Linked DNA regions of Macaca mulatta: region 2 is linked to region 1. A link is a contact called in public Hi-C data. All regions are on one chromosome and are shown on one strand. Each heading gives the region's core, a stretch centred on a gene start, on an enhancer-like site or on the middle of the called end of the contact. The rest is flanking DNA. Distances are from core to core; before and after follow the strand shown.

Region 1 (6,468 bases), core at 2,536-5,035:
AATCCGTACACGTTTGCAGCAACTTCAATTTTTGCCTTGTCAAAGGAAAGAATTCGACTGAGGGGCATAAAGCAGAAAAAGAGACCAAGGCAAGTTTCAGAGCAGGAGTGGACGTTTATTAAAAAGCTTTAAGCCGGGCAGGGAGGTTCACGCCTATAATCTCAACACTTTGGGAGGCCAGGGGGGGCGCATCACGAGGTCAGGAATTCGAGACCAGCCTGACCAACACGGTGAAACCCCATCTCTACTAAAAATACAAAAATTAGGTGGGTATGGTGGCGTGTGTCTGTAATCCCAGCTACTTGGGAGGCTGAGGCAGGAGAATCGCTTGAACCGGGAGGCGGAGGTTGCAGTGAGCCAAGACCGTGCCACTGCACTCCAGCCAGGCAGACAGAGCGAGACTCCATCTCAAAAAAAAAGAAAAAAAAAAGCTTTAGAACAGTAAGGAAAGAAAAGAAGGAAATTATTATACAACTTGGAAGGACAAACAAGCAGGTAACTTGAGAAACCAAGAGCGCAGCCTTGGTTTCTTTTTTTTTTTTTTTTTTTTTTTTTTTTGAGATGGAGTCTCGCTCTTTTTCCCAGTCTGGAGTGCAGTGGTGCGATCTCGGCTCACTCACCATTCTCCTGCCTCAGCCTCCTGTGTAGCTGCGACTACAGGCGCCTGCCACCATGCCCAACTAATTTTTTTGTATTTTGTATTTTTTTTTTTTTGTATTTTTAGTAGAGACAGGGTTTCACCGTGTTAGCCAGGATGGTCTCGATTTCCTGACCTCATGATCCACCCACCTCAGCCTCCCAAAGTGCTGGGATTACATAGCCTGACCTCTTGACTTGGGGTTTTGTACGTTGGCCTGCTTCCAGGATCTACTTCCAGGATCTTGCATTACTTCTCCCCACTCCTGAGATCTTACAGGGAAGCTGCTGATCAGTTTCAGGTGTTTTCTATCTGTTAGGAGCCTGCCTTTTCCCTAGAGCCAGCTGTGGCCAATTACTTTAGAGAAACAGTTAACAACCACCTGACCATCACCTGACGGTGGCCCACCATTCCTGGTGTGTGTAGCAGGGAGCCTTCTGCCCTGCTCATACCTGACTACCTATCTACTGTAACAAATGTACCACACCTAGGAACACTTTATAATAAAAAAACAGATTATTGGGACCCACCTTATAAAAAGATTATTGAGACCCACCTGCTAAAAACGAATCTCCAGGTATGATACCAAGAAATTTGAAATGAAAGTTTATCCTGTGATTGTGAGCCTGTATTTGATCCGTGGATCAAGCAAATTAAATGTGTACTAACTAATCAGGTAAATTAATGCATTTAATAATGCATCAATTAGCATACCTAATTACCTAATTAGTTACTAGCACACGGTTAATTTGCTTGATCCACTATGATCAAATATAGCATTGTTTTTAAATTTTTGCTGGTATAACCAGCAATCACAAACATCCTCACAAGTATCTCTCTACATACATAAACAATTATTTTCTGAGAATAATCAAGTGGTTTGTTTGCTTTTTAAAAAATATTTAAGCCGGGCGCGGTGGCTCACCCCTGTAATCCCAGCACTTTGGGAGGCCAAGGCAGGTAGATCATGAGGTCAGGAGTTCGAGACCAACCTGACCAACATGGTAAAACCTCGTCTCTACTTAAAATACAAAAATTAGCTTGGCATGGTGGCATGTGCCTGTAATCCCAGCTACTCAGGAGGCTGAGGCACGAGAATCACTTCAACCCAGGAGGCGGAGGTTGCAGTGAGCCGAGATCATGCCATTGCACTCCAGCCTGGATGAGAGCAAGACTCGGTCTCAAAAAAAAAAATTTAGTGATGAAGGAACTATGGAGTAATTGCCACTCAAGGACAACCCACCTCACCATCATCAGGGAATTCTAGGGGAGACTGGCAGTTACCCAGGGATCTCAGAAGGAATCAACTGGAAGTTAAGAGTCCTAATAACCCCAGAAAAAAACTTTCAAAGACAGAGGTCTTCTCATTCATCCATAATCACAGAGGTCTTGCCCAAAAAGCCCCCCCTTGAATATACAGCTCTGAAATTGGCTAACACCTTCTGCTGTCTCATTCGATTTTAAAGTTCACATCTGTGAAGGGCTCTATTGTAAAACATGGTGACTACAGTTAATAACAGTGAATTACAGTTAATAACCTGAATTTCACTGAGAGTAGGTTTGAAGTGTTATCATCACAAAATGTGTATTAGCATTGCTCTTAGCTCATTTAGCCACTACACAATGTATACACATTTCAAAACATACTGCATACCATAAATACATACAATTCTTACTTGTTAATTTTTAAAATAATAAAAGTTCTCATTTGGTAGTTCACGTTATCGGTCCCACAAATTACAATTTTCAGACATCTGCAAAGGCAGCATGTTTTGGTTTAAATGTTGTATTTCTCAATTTTATACATATAAAATAAATGCATAAGTGTATTACATATTCAAAAACTAATATGTAAATTTTATATATATAAAGTCAATGCGCTGGGGGTCACTGGGATGAACGAATTTCAGTGCCTGCAGTCTCATGTTTAAAATCAAAATGGTACAAGGTAACCACCAAAGAAACTGTAAGCCAATGTTTCTCAAACTCAAACCCTTGGACATACTCCCAGAATCCCCTGTAAAGAAATGTATACTGTACTCAAAGTTGAGAACCACACAGGGACCATTTTGCTTTTCTCTCCCACCCAGCACAGGCCCAGTGCTCAGCAGAAATTGGGGTACCACGGTTCTGCCCAGCACTGGGTCACTCCTGAGAAGTCTGCACCAGGCCCTCCTGCACCTTTCCACTGAGCAATGGGGTATCTTTTTTATTTATTTATTTATTTATTTATTTATTTATTTATTTATTTATTTATTGGAGACAGGGTCTCACTCTGTTGCCCAGGCTGGAGTGGCATGATCCAGGCTCACTGTAGCCCTGAACTTCTTGGGCTCAAGTGATCCTCCCATCTCAGATACCCGAGTAGTTGGGACTACAGGCACGAGCCACCACGCCTGGATAACCTTTTTTTAAATGTTTTGTAGAGATGGGGGACTCCCGATGTTGCCCAGGCTGGTCTCGAACTCCTGGGTTCAAGAGCTCCTCCCGCCTGCGCCTCCCACGGTGTGAGCCACCTTTGATCTTATTGCTATGATTTTTTTATTGATAAAAACTAATATTCTGAGTCTCAAGAAAGCGTCTTGAAACCATCAAAGGGACCCAGGAGGCGCATCATCACCTGTGCGGCCGACCCCATTCACAGCACAGACTGCAAGTGAGGCTTAAGAGATGGGAAGTGCCCTAAGCGAGGTTAAACAGCTAGTCAGCAGCAGACACGGCACTAGAACCTAAGCCTGCTGTCCCAGCTTCGGTGCCCGTGCCCACAGCGGAAGCTGCCGCGGCTCATCCGTAAGAGCGCTGATTAGGGACGACAAAGACGTCATCCCACCGTCCCAGTCCCATTTCCGCCCTCCCAAGTCCCCAACCTTCCAGTCCTCTCCAAGTCGCCTCGCCTCACTCCGCTCTGGACCTTCAAAAGCATTCCACATGCCTTTACCCCAACCCTACTGACTGTCCCGCAAAAAGATGCAAGCGGAAAAGGCCCCAAGAAGCGACTCACGCCTCCCCACTGCTCCCCGACACCCGCTAAGACGCTCTCAGTCGCCCAATCCCTATCCAAGCGCATGCGCCCCCGAGGTGGGCGAGTGTCGGTGATGTCACGCACAGCGCCATCTCTGATATCCGAGAGTCTGCGACAGCAACTGCCAGTGCGTCATCAGAGCGCGCCGGAAGCGGTCCGAGAATGAAGAGTAAGCGGGGCCGGGAAGTTAGAGAGGGTTGGGGATGTTAAGGGTCGGGGTCCTGGTGCTGGTGGGTGAAATGGGTCCGGGCTGCCTGTCGCTGCGGAGTTCTAAAGAACCGCTACAGGAATGGGCCCACCCTACATAAAAACTGAGGGCTGGAACACGGGTTAGCCTGGCTCGACCTCTGAGCTAGGGAGGGATGTCAGGGCTGGAGTCAGGTTCTCCCGGGGGCTGCTCAGTGGTGTGCGATGCTAGAGGAGGGTTCCAGGCCTTGGCCCAACTTGGCCACTACCTCCCGGGGTGACCGCAGTCAAGACCCTGCTCCTTTCTGCGAGCTGGTTTCACACTCTTATCTGATGCAACGCGCCGAGAGCTGCTGGGGAATGATATCACTAACCCAGAGCTTTGGGACTTAGGGGTAGAAGACATGTGCCAAGGAGGGACGTGTAGTCACCGTTAAGACTGGGCCTTCGATCAGAATTTTGATTTTTCACCTCTGCCACTTTGTACCTATATGATCAAGTAGATTGTCTCAGCATGTCGGAGCTTCAATTTGCTCATGGGCACAAGTGTGATGGGAAAAAATATGTCTACCTTTTAATGAGGTTTCTGGCGAGTAATGAGTGTTCAGTAATTGTTAGATGTGTATTGTTGCAGAAAGACTTCCAAGTCTGTTACTAAGCACCTGTAACAGGTGAAGCAAAGTTATCAGGCCCCTCAAGTTGCTCTCTACAGTTTATAATCCCCAACTTCCGCTTGAGGGAGAACTAGATGCTGTATATAAAACTTGCAGCCACATTGGTTTGCTTGATCAAACATACCTGGCTGGGTGTGGTGGGACACGACTATAGTCCTTTGGGAGGCTGAGGCAGGGAGATCACTTGAGGTCAAGAGTTGAAGACCAGCTTGGGCAGCAACATAGTGAGACCCCATCTCTACAAAACCTGGAAAGAAAAAAAAAAAAAAGCCAGGTGTGGTGGCACACACCTGTGGTCCCAGCTACTCAGGAGACTGAGGTGGGAGGATCACTTGAAACCAGGAGGTCGAAGTTGCAGTGAGCTATGATTGTGCCACTGCACTCCAGCCTGGGCAACAGAGAAAGACCCAATATCAAAACAAACAAGAACGAAAAAAAACTTGTAACCACCTTGCATCAGACATTCTCAGGGAAGTACAAGAGAGCTGGAATTAAATTTACAGAGTATAGTGTAAATTACATTTTCTAGCTATTTAGCTCATAAACCAGGCCTTAGTAGTCCCATTCTTACTCCATTCACACCTGTACTGTGTCTCCAGTGCCATGGTTTTCTTCTTTCAATAAATTAAGAAACAGAAGTGTGGAATTTGTTTTAGAGGTTGAAACTTTATTGACTGATGTATATTTTGAGTTTAAAGGAAGAACTGTTGTATTTCATCAGTTCAGGACACCCTTGATTATATGATACATTATAATTTCATATTAAAATGTGAAGAATCTTTTTAAACATCTTACAGTTAACAAAACCTATTTCTAACCATCTACATCCTAGACAGCTATATCATATAACTTTTAAATGAGTTACCTCGTTAGCAAGGGCTCGGGCTTCTAACTTGGGATACTTTAAACCAGTGCAACTCAAAATGTGATCCCCTGACCTGCAGTAGCATCTGGGAATATGTTAGACACTCAGGATCTAGGGTAGGAGACCAATAATCTGCATTTTAATAAGATCCCAGAGATTTTTCCACACGTTAAATTTTGAGAAGCACTCTTTTTAAACCATGAGCTTGAAACTTCTAGCATAGATGTGGCCAGAGGGTGGGATAAGAGGCATCCAAGAAAGCTTGCTCTTCTTACCAACCTGATCTCCTATCTCTGAATATGAATAAGCATATGTTATAAGTGTAGTTCTTTTACTTTTTTTTTTTGGAGACAGAGTCTCTGTCACCCAGGCTAGAGTGCAATGGCACGATCTCGGCTCATTGCAGCCTCCACCTCCCAGGTTCCAGCGATTCTTTTGCCTCAGTCTCCCATGTAGCTGGGAATACAGGTGTGAGCCACCACCTCCGGCTAATTTTTGTATTTTTAGTAGAGACGGGGTTTCACCACGTTGGCCAAGCTGGTCTCGAACTCCTGACCTTGGGTGATCCACCCGCCTTGGCCTCCCAAAGTGCTAGGACTACAGGTGTGAGCCATGCATCCAGCGGTGTAATTATTTTCATAGTTAGAGAAGTCTTGGGTCTTACAGCCATACCCAACAAGAATTGATCATTTCTTGTTTTTAATCCTCTAGGTGTGATCTATCATGCATTGTCTCAGAAAGAGGCGAAAGACTCTGATGTCCAGGTCAGTTCTTGGCAGGAGGTCCAGGAGCAACACAGGTGATGGCAAAGATGGCTCAGTAGCTTCTGAGCCCCTGTCACTGGTTGAGATGTCGATACCCACATTGTACTCCTCATTTTTCTGGCAGACATCTAAGGCTGGATCAAAGTCTGTAGTTCTGATGACCTGTTCCCACTTGCCGGCCTCCTTTTCTGTTGTGCCAAAGTCACGTTTGGTAAAATGAGGCTTTTCTTAACCTTTTATCATTTCCACTATGTTGGGGACACCAGGCTGTGCCCATGTGGTGAGCAGCATCATTCAACCTTGTCACTGTGCCCTCTGCA
Region 2 (6,314 bases), core at 2,470-4,969, 110 kb after region 1:
ACTCAGGCTAAGAAGCCGGCATGTGCACTAGAAAGGGTGGGGTGGAGGACTCAGAAATTCACACCTTATGTAAATGAAGCACCCCTCCCACCAGCTTGTCTATAAAAACCCTTGCATTTCACTGTAAAATGGCAGCCCATCTTTCTGGGACCCCTCTCTGATCCAGAGAGCTTTCTTTATTTCGTTTATTAAACTTCTCCTCTAACCTACCCTCTGGAGTGTCTGCGTCCTTGATTTCCTTGGCCGTGAGACCAAGAACTTCCGTGACATCTCAGACAATGAGGCAGGTTTCACTGAGACACAAGCCCAGGGCTCTGCAGAATGGGAGGGCCAGCAGCTATCACTGCGTGTGTGAGGGCAGGTGGAGGAAGTCACTGCGTTGTAATAGCTCTGCACCATGGGTAGAGACGTTGTGGCTGACTCCATCCAAGGTTTAATTTATTTGCAATCATCATTTCAGAAGTTAGAGCATTAACAGGCTCTTGTTGAGGAAGAAAGGTTAGTAACTCCACCTCCTGAGCCCTTGCTAAAAAGCTCAGCTTCCTGAATTCTCCAGGCTCGCCAGATTGAGAGGGAAGCCCACCCTGCTCCTTCTCCCACCGCAAGACTGTCTTTGTCTGTAAATGACAGGGAAGTGGGTGAGGAGGGAGGATGGGGACAGACCTCAGGGGGTGGGAGTGTGGCTCCCCCCTCTCCACTGTATCACACCTATTTCACACTCAGATTTGCCCACATACCAGGCCCTGATCACAGGAAGCCCATCTGCCAGCCACAGGGAAGGCAAATGACAACTTGAAGCCCCGCTTTCTTGCAGGTGCCCAGGCTGCTCTGAGAGGTACAGAAAGATGGAGACAAGCCCATCCCACCGACAGCAGCCTAGCTTTCTGAGTTTGGACCAGATTGTAAGAGATGAGGGAGAGGAAGACTCTCTCTACTCCAAGTACCCTGTTCTTTAACAAAAAATTAGGTCTGGCTCTTGTCAACATTGACCTCCCACCTCTCCATACCCCAGCGCAAAGGCAGTAGGTGGATCCCACTAGCAAACATTTTTAGATTAGCTCATAGTTGTTTTTTAAAAACAAATTAGTTGCCAATATTTTAAAATCAGGAGATTTTGCGTGCACCTCTGATTCCTGATTTCTCCTGAAAAACCAGAAGACCAGATCACATTGGACCTGCCATTCTGTGTAGCAATGGAGGCCAGGGCTGAGCAGGGGCCATCCGCTGCCCACCCCCATACAGCAGGGCCCTGCCCTCTCTACCCCAGCCCCTCCTGGCAGCATGCACCTTACCTACCTACTTGATCCATAAACAGGTCACTTCAAAGCTTCTCCAAGTATCCCTATTTCTTTCTTTCTCTTTCTCTCTCTCTTTCCTTTCCTTTCTTTCTTTCCTTTTCTTTTCTTTCCTTCTTTTCCTTTCTCTTTCTCTCTCTTTCGTTCTCTTTCTTTCCATCTTTCCCTCCCCCCTTCCTTCCTGCATTTTTTTTTCTCCCTAGAAACGCAGTCTCCCTATGTTGCCTAGGCTGGTCGGGAACTGGCCTCAAGCAATTCTTCAGCCTGGGCCTCCTGAGTAGCTGGAACTACAGGTGCTATTTCAAGATGGTGAAACCCCAACTCTACTAAAAAATACAAAAATTGGTCAGGCGCGGTGGCTCACGTCTGTAATCCCAGCACTGTAGAAGGCCGAGGCAGGTGGATCACAAGGTCAGGAGTTTGAGACTAGCCCGGCCAAGATGGTGAAACCCCGTCTCTACTAAAAAAAAAAAAAAAAAAATAGCCAGGCATGGTGGTGTCGCCTGTAATCCCAGCTACTCAGGAGGCTCAGAGGCAGGGGAATTGCTTGAACGAGGGAGGTGGAAGTTGCAGTGAGCTGAGATGGCGCCACTGCACTCCAGCCTGGGTAACAGAGCGAGACTCTGTCTCAAAAAAAAAAAGAAATTAGCCGGGTGTGGGGGCGGGTGTCTGTAATCCCAGTTACTCGAGAGGCTGAGGCAGGAGAATCGTTTAAACCCGGGAGGTGGAGGTTGCCGTGAACCGAGATCGCGCCATTGCACTCCAGCCTGGACAACAGAGCAAGACTGTCACAAACAGACAAACTCAACAAACTACCTGTCACCCCCAAAACTAATCTCACCTCCTAAATCATTAATGGCCCTTCCTGACCAAATCTAAACTAGCGCCCAGATCTTCTTCCCATATGGCTCAGCCAGCTCTGCTGCCCCACAGGTGTCCTGTCAGGATCCACTTCATATTTATAATACCTAGTACCCCACCCCCAGCCCCGCCCCTGCCCCACCAGCCACCACCTCTCTACCCCACGGCTACCCATCACATTCTGCACCCCACCCCCGCCTTCTCCGCCCCCCACCCATCACATCCTCCACCCCACCCCCGCCAAACCCACATCCCCCACTCCACCCACCACCCCACCCAACCTCACCCACTCCCACCACGTCCACCACTCGCACCCCACCCCCACCCACCACACCCACGCCTACGCCACTACTGGGTGACACCAAGCCAGGGCCTGGGACTCTAGTCCCAGCTCTGCTGCTTACTTGTGTCACTTCAGCCTCTCCATGCCTCAGTTTCTCCATAGGGACAATGACTACAATAACAGTGTCCATCCCGGCACTGGGAGGGCCGGGCTCCTGGCAGGGCGGGGACCCCCCCCGCGACCCCTAGACGCTCCCGGGCCTCCAGGCCTGTTCTTGGGGTGCCCCCTCCCCTCGCGGGGCGCGGCCTGGAAGGCGCCCCGCCCCGGCTCCGGGCGCACCTTTACCTGGGGGAGCCGAGGCCTGCGGGGCGCGCTCGGCGATCAGAGGCGGCTGCGGACCGGGCCTGGTTGGCCCCCGGCTCCCCGCCCGGCTCCCCGGCCCCGGCCCCGGCCCCGCGGAGGGTCGCGCAGGCCTTGGTGGCGGCCCCGGCGCTGGCCCCGCCCTGCCTCCCGCCTTCCGGCTGCGCCGGGCCTTCCGGGAAGCCACGCGCCGGGCCGGCTTCTGGCTACGAGTTGCGCACGGCCTTAGGGGGACCCAGGGGTCGCGGCTGGGCACCCCCTCCCCGGTCCCGGCCCACCCCGCCGCTGACACCGGGGCCCTGGCTTGGGTTACGGGTGAAGCACCGAGACGAGGCGCCCGGAGAGGAGTCCCGGGGACTGCAAGGCCGCGCTCCCGCAGGCCCAGCCCTGCCCTTCTCCCTTGCGCACGCACGATCAGATCCGGGCCCCGCGCACCTGCCTCCAGGACCGCGGGGACCTCCCGGAGACCTCCCTCCCTTTGGCCTGGAGGACCCCTTCCTCCCCGCAGTCTGGGCGCGGAAGAGAGCTCAGGGGCATCTGGAGGTCAAGGGTGCTGTGTCAATATTTGGTGAATGTGTGGGCCGAAGCCAGATTTCCGCTGTTCCAGAGCTGCTCTGGAGCCTCTGGGTCTGGGGGTTGCACAAGGAGAAGCAGGCTAGGCGGGACCGTAATTCCAGCTGCCAGTGAGGCTGAGGAGGGAGGATTGCTTGAGCCCAGCAGTCCGAGCGTGGGCAACACAGTGACATCCCATCTCTACAAATAATAATAAAAGTTAGGCCGGGTGGGTGACTCATACCTGTGATCTCAGCATTTTGGGAAGCTGAAGCAGGAGGATTGCTTGAGCCCGGGAGTTCGAGGCTGCAGTGAACCATGATTGCACCCCTGCACTCCAGTCTGGGAGACAGAGTGAGACCGTCTCTTAAAAAAAGAAAAAAGGAAAAGAACTGCCTTTGCTCCTAGGATTCTTGGATGGGGGCCAAAGCTGAGGCTAGGCAGCCTCTTAGGAAGGTGCAAAGGGCATGAGGCTGGGGTTGCAGAACTGCCCAGGAATACTACTGTATTGAGACCTATGGAAAGCTGTCCCCACTCTTGTCATGCAAGGTCTGGTCTTGAAACATCTCAAATCCAAAAGCGGCTTCTGGGGGGCTCTCTATAGAGAATTAATCCTAACAGGAACCCTGCAAAGCAGGCATGGTTGTCATTGCTGTATTACAGACGGGAAGCTCTAAACACAGGCTGCTCTGCCCAAGGCCACCCTGGTTAGAAAATTTCAGGGCCCAGACTCCAGCCGGGGTCTCGGTAGCTCAAAGCCTCTGTCTGTGACCAGCACTCTGCCTGCTTTCCAGGGTGCTGTGGGCACCCAGAGGACGGACCCTTTTCCATTCTTAAAAGAATGGAACAAAGGCTGTTAATAGCAAGCTTCCCCAGGCCTTGGCTGGGGTAAAACAACGCCATTTATTCCTGAATCAGAGCTTTTGCTTGAGTTTGGGTGACCTTCAAGAAGGAAAGTGAACTGAGGCCAGGGGAACTCAGCCTGCTGCCTTCCTGGGACCTGAGTGCGGCGCTCCCGTTTCTCTGCAGGCAGCTCCCTCTGGCGGCACATTGCAGAACTGGCCTGCAGACTCCTCCCCCAGAGATAGTGGGGAGAGGGCCCGAGCAGCGAAAGATGCTGGGAGTGAAAGAAGCTTCAAAGTCCAGGCCCTCCAGAGAAGGCACGCATGTAAGAAGTTCATGCAGCCGAGCGCGGTGGCTCACACCTGTAATCACAGCACTTTGGGAGGCCGAGGCGGGCAGATCACCTGAGGCCAGGACTTTGAGACCAGCCTGGGCAACATGGTGAAACCCCATCTGCACTAAACATGGAAAAATGAGCCAGACATGGTGGTGCACGCCTGTAGTCCCAGCTACTCGGGAGGTTGAGGCAGGAGAATCGCTTGGACCCGGGAGATGGAGGTTGCAGTGCGCCGAGATCGCGCCATTGCATGCAAGTCTGCAACCCATCAGCCTCCTGGGCCTCATTCTGATACGAATACAGGCATAACATGACCGCACACTCTGAACCCCAGAGATGGAGCACACGGTGCCTCATGCTCCTAAAGGCAGCTGGGGCCTCCTGCACAGTAAGCAAGGCGTGCAGTGGGGTGACCATGATGGCGCAGAAATGACACTGGCCCAGCACACAGCGATGCTTTAGGCTGCTTACAGTGACCGAGGGAAAGTTCTTCCACGTCTCCGTGCCTCAGTTTCCTCATCTGGGAAATGGCAACAAGAGTAGTGCTTATCCTATAGGATTGTTCTGAACATAAAAGGAGGTAATATGTATGAATCTAGATTATTCTTGTTTACATTACAGAATGTGAAAATGAGCGGCTTCTCCAAAGTCCCAAATATGAGCCTCGTGGGCCCAAGGTAGTGGGAAATCCAGTTCTATCCCCACCTTGACAAAACACTGTCTTGCCGATGGGCCCAGTGATGCCCTAGGGTGCTAGGTGGTGTTCACACAGCCAGCCAGAGTCAAAACTCAGACGGGGCCCCTGAGGCCAGCGTTCTATGCCCTCACTTTCTCCCAAGGCTGAGTACACCAGCTCCTAAAAATTCCATGGCTCCTTCAGGTTAAAGCCACCTACCTAGACCAGGGCTGGATGATCCACCATGTGGGCCACACCCAAAAACCCTGTAGCTTCTTTTGTTGTTTCTTTTGGTTGTTATTCTGAGACAGGAGTCTCCTCTGTTGCCTAGGCTGGAGTATAGTGGTGTAATCTCAGCTCACTGCAACCCCCACCTCCCGGGTTCAAGTGATTCTCATGCCTTAGTCACCCGAATAGCTGGGATTACAGGTGTGCACCACCATGCCTAGCTAATTTTTATGTTTTCAGTAGAGACAGGGTTTCACCATGTTGGTAAGGCTGGTCTCGAACTCCTGACCTCAGGTGATCCGCCCACCTTAGCCTCCCAAAGTGTTGGGATTATAGGCGTGAGCTACTGCACCCAGCCCAAACTTCTCTCTTCTAATAGTCATATTGGATTAAGAGCCCTCCCTAATAACTTCATTTTAACTTGATTACATCTGCAAAGACCCTATTTCCAAATAAGGTCACGTTCCCAGTGATGGGGTTAGGACTTCAACACATCTTTATACAATTCAAACCTTAATACCAGCTGTCTTAATCTGTTTTCTGCTGCTATAACAGAATGCCACTGACTGAGTAATTTTTAAAGAGAATATATTTATTTGGCTCATAGTTCTGGAGGCTGGAAGTTCCAAGATCCAGCGGACACATCTGGTGTGGGCCTTCTTGTTACATGATAAGATGGCAGAAGGTATCACATAAAGAGGGAGCATGAGAGAGGGAAGAGGGCTGCCCTAATCCCTTTATCAAGAGCCCACTTCTGTGATCACAGCATTAATCCATGCATGAGGGCAAAGCCCTCATGACTTCACGACTGCTGAAAGGTTCTCCTAGCAATTTGGGAGGCCAAGGCCAGCAGATCACCTGAGGTCAGGACTTTGAGAC

Evidence for each region. A called contact is a pair of places that touch in the nucleus more often than the background predicts.
Region 2: a Hi-C map of cortical neurons shows a contact between it and region 1, with 5 times the contacts expected there. The contact joins the promoter of C19H19orf12 here to the promoter of POP4 in region 1. A contact is called at or near these places in 9 of 14 Hi-C or Micro-C datasets (CD4 T cells, blood, cortical neurons and 5 more).

The regions. Positions count from the first base shown.
Region 1 is chr19:40,877,281-40,883,748 of T2T-MMU8v2.0, forward strand. POP4 (POP4 homolog, ribonuclease P/MRP subunit) reads left to right here and starts at 3,786. Exons shown (of 6, transcript XM_077978031.1): 1 at 3,786-3,828.
Region 2 is chr19:40,987,787-40,994,100 of T2T-MMU8v2.0, forward strand. C19H19orf12 (chromosome 19 C19orf12 homolog) reads right to left here and starts at 3,720. Exons shown (of 3, transcript XM_077978046.1): 1 at 3,596-3,720. It overlaps LOC144337085, which reads left to right. Exons shown (of 4, transcript XM_077979908.1): 3 at 2,706-5,111. The coding sequence ends at 3,486.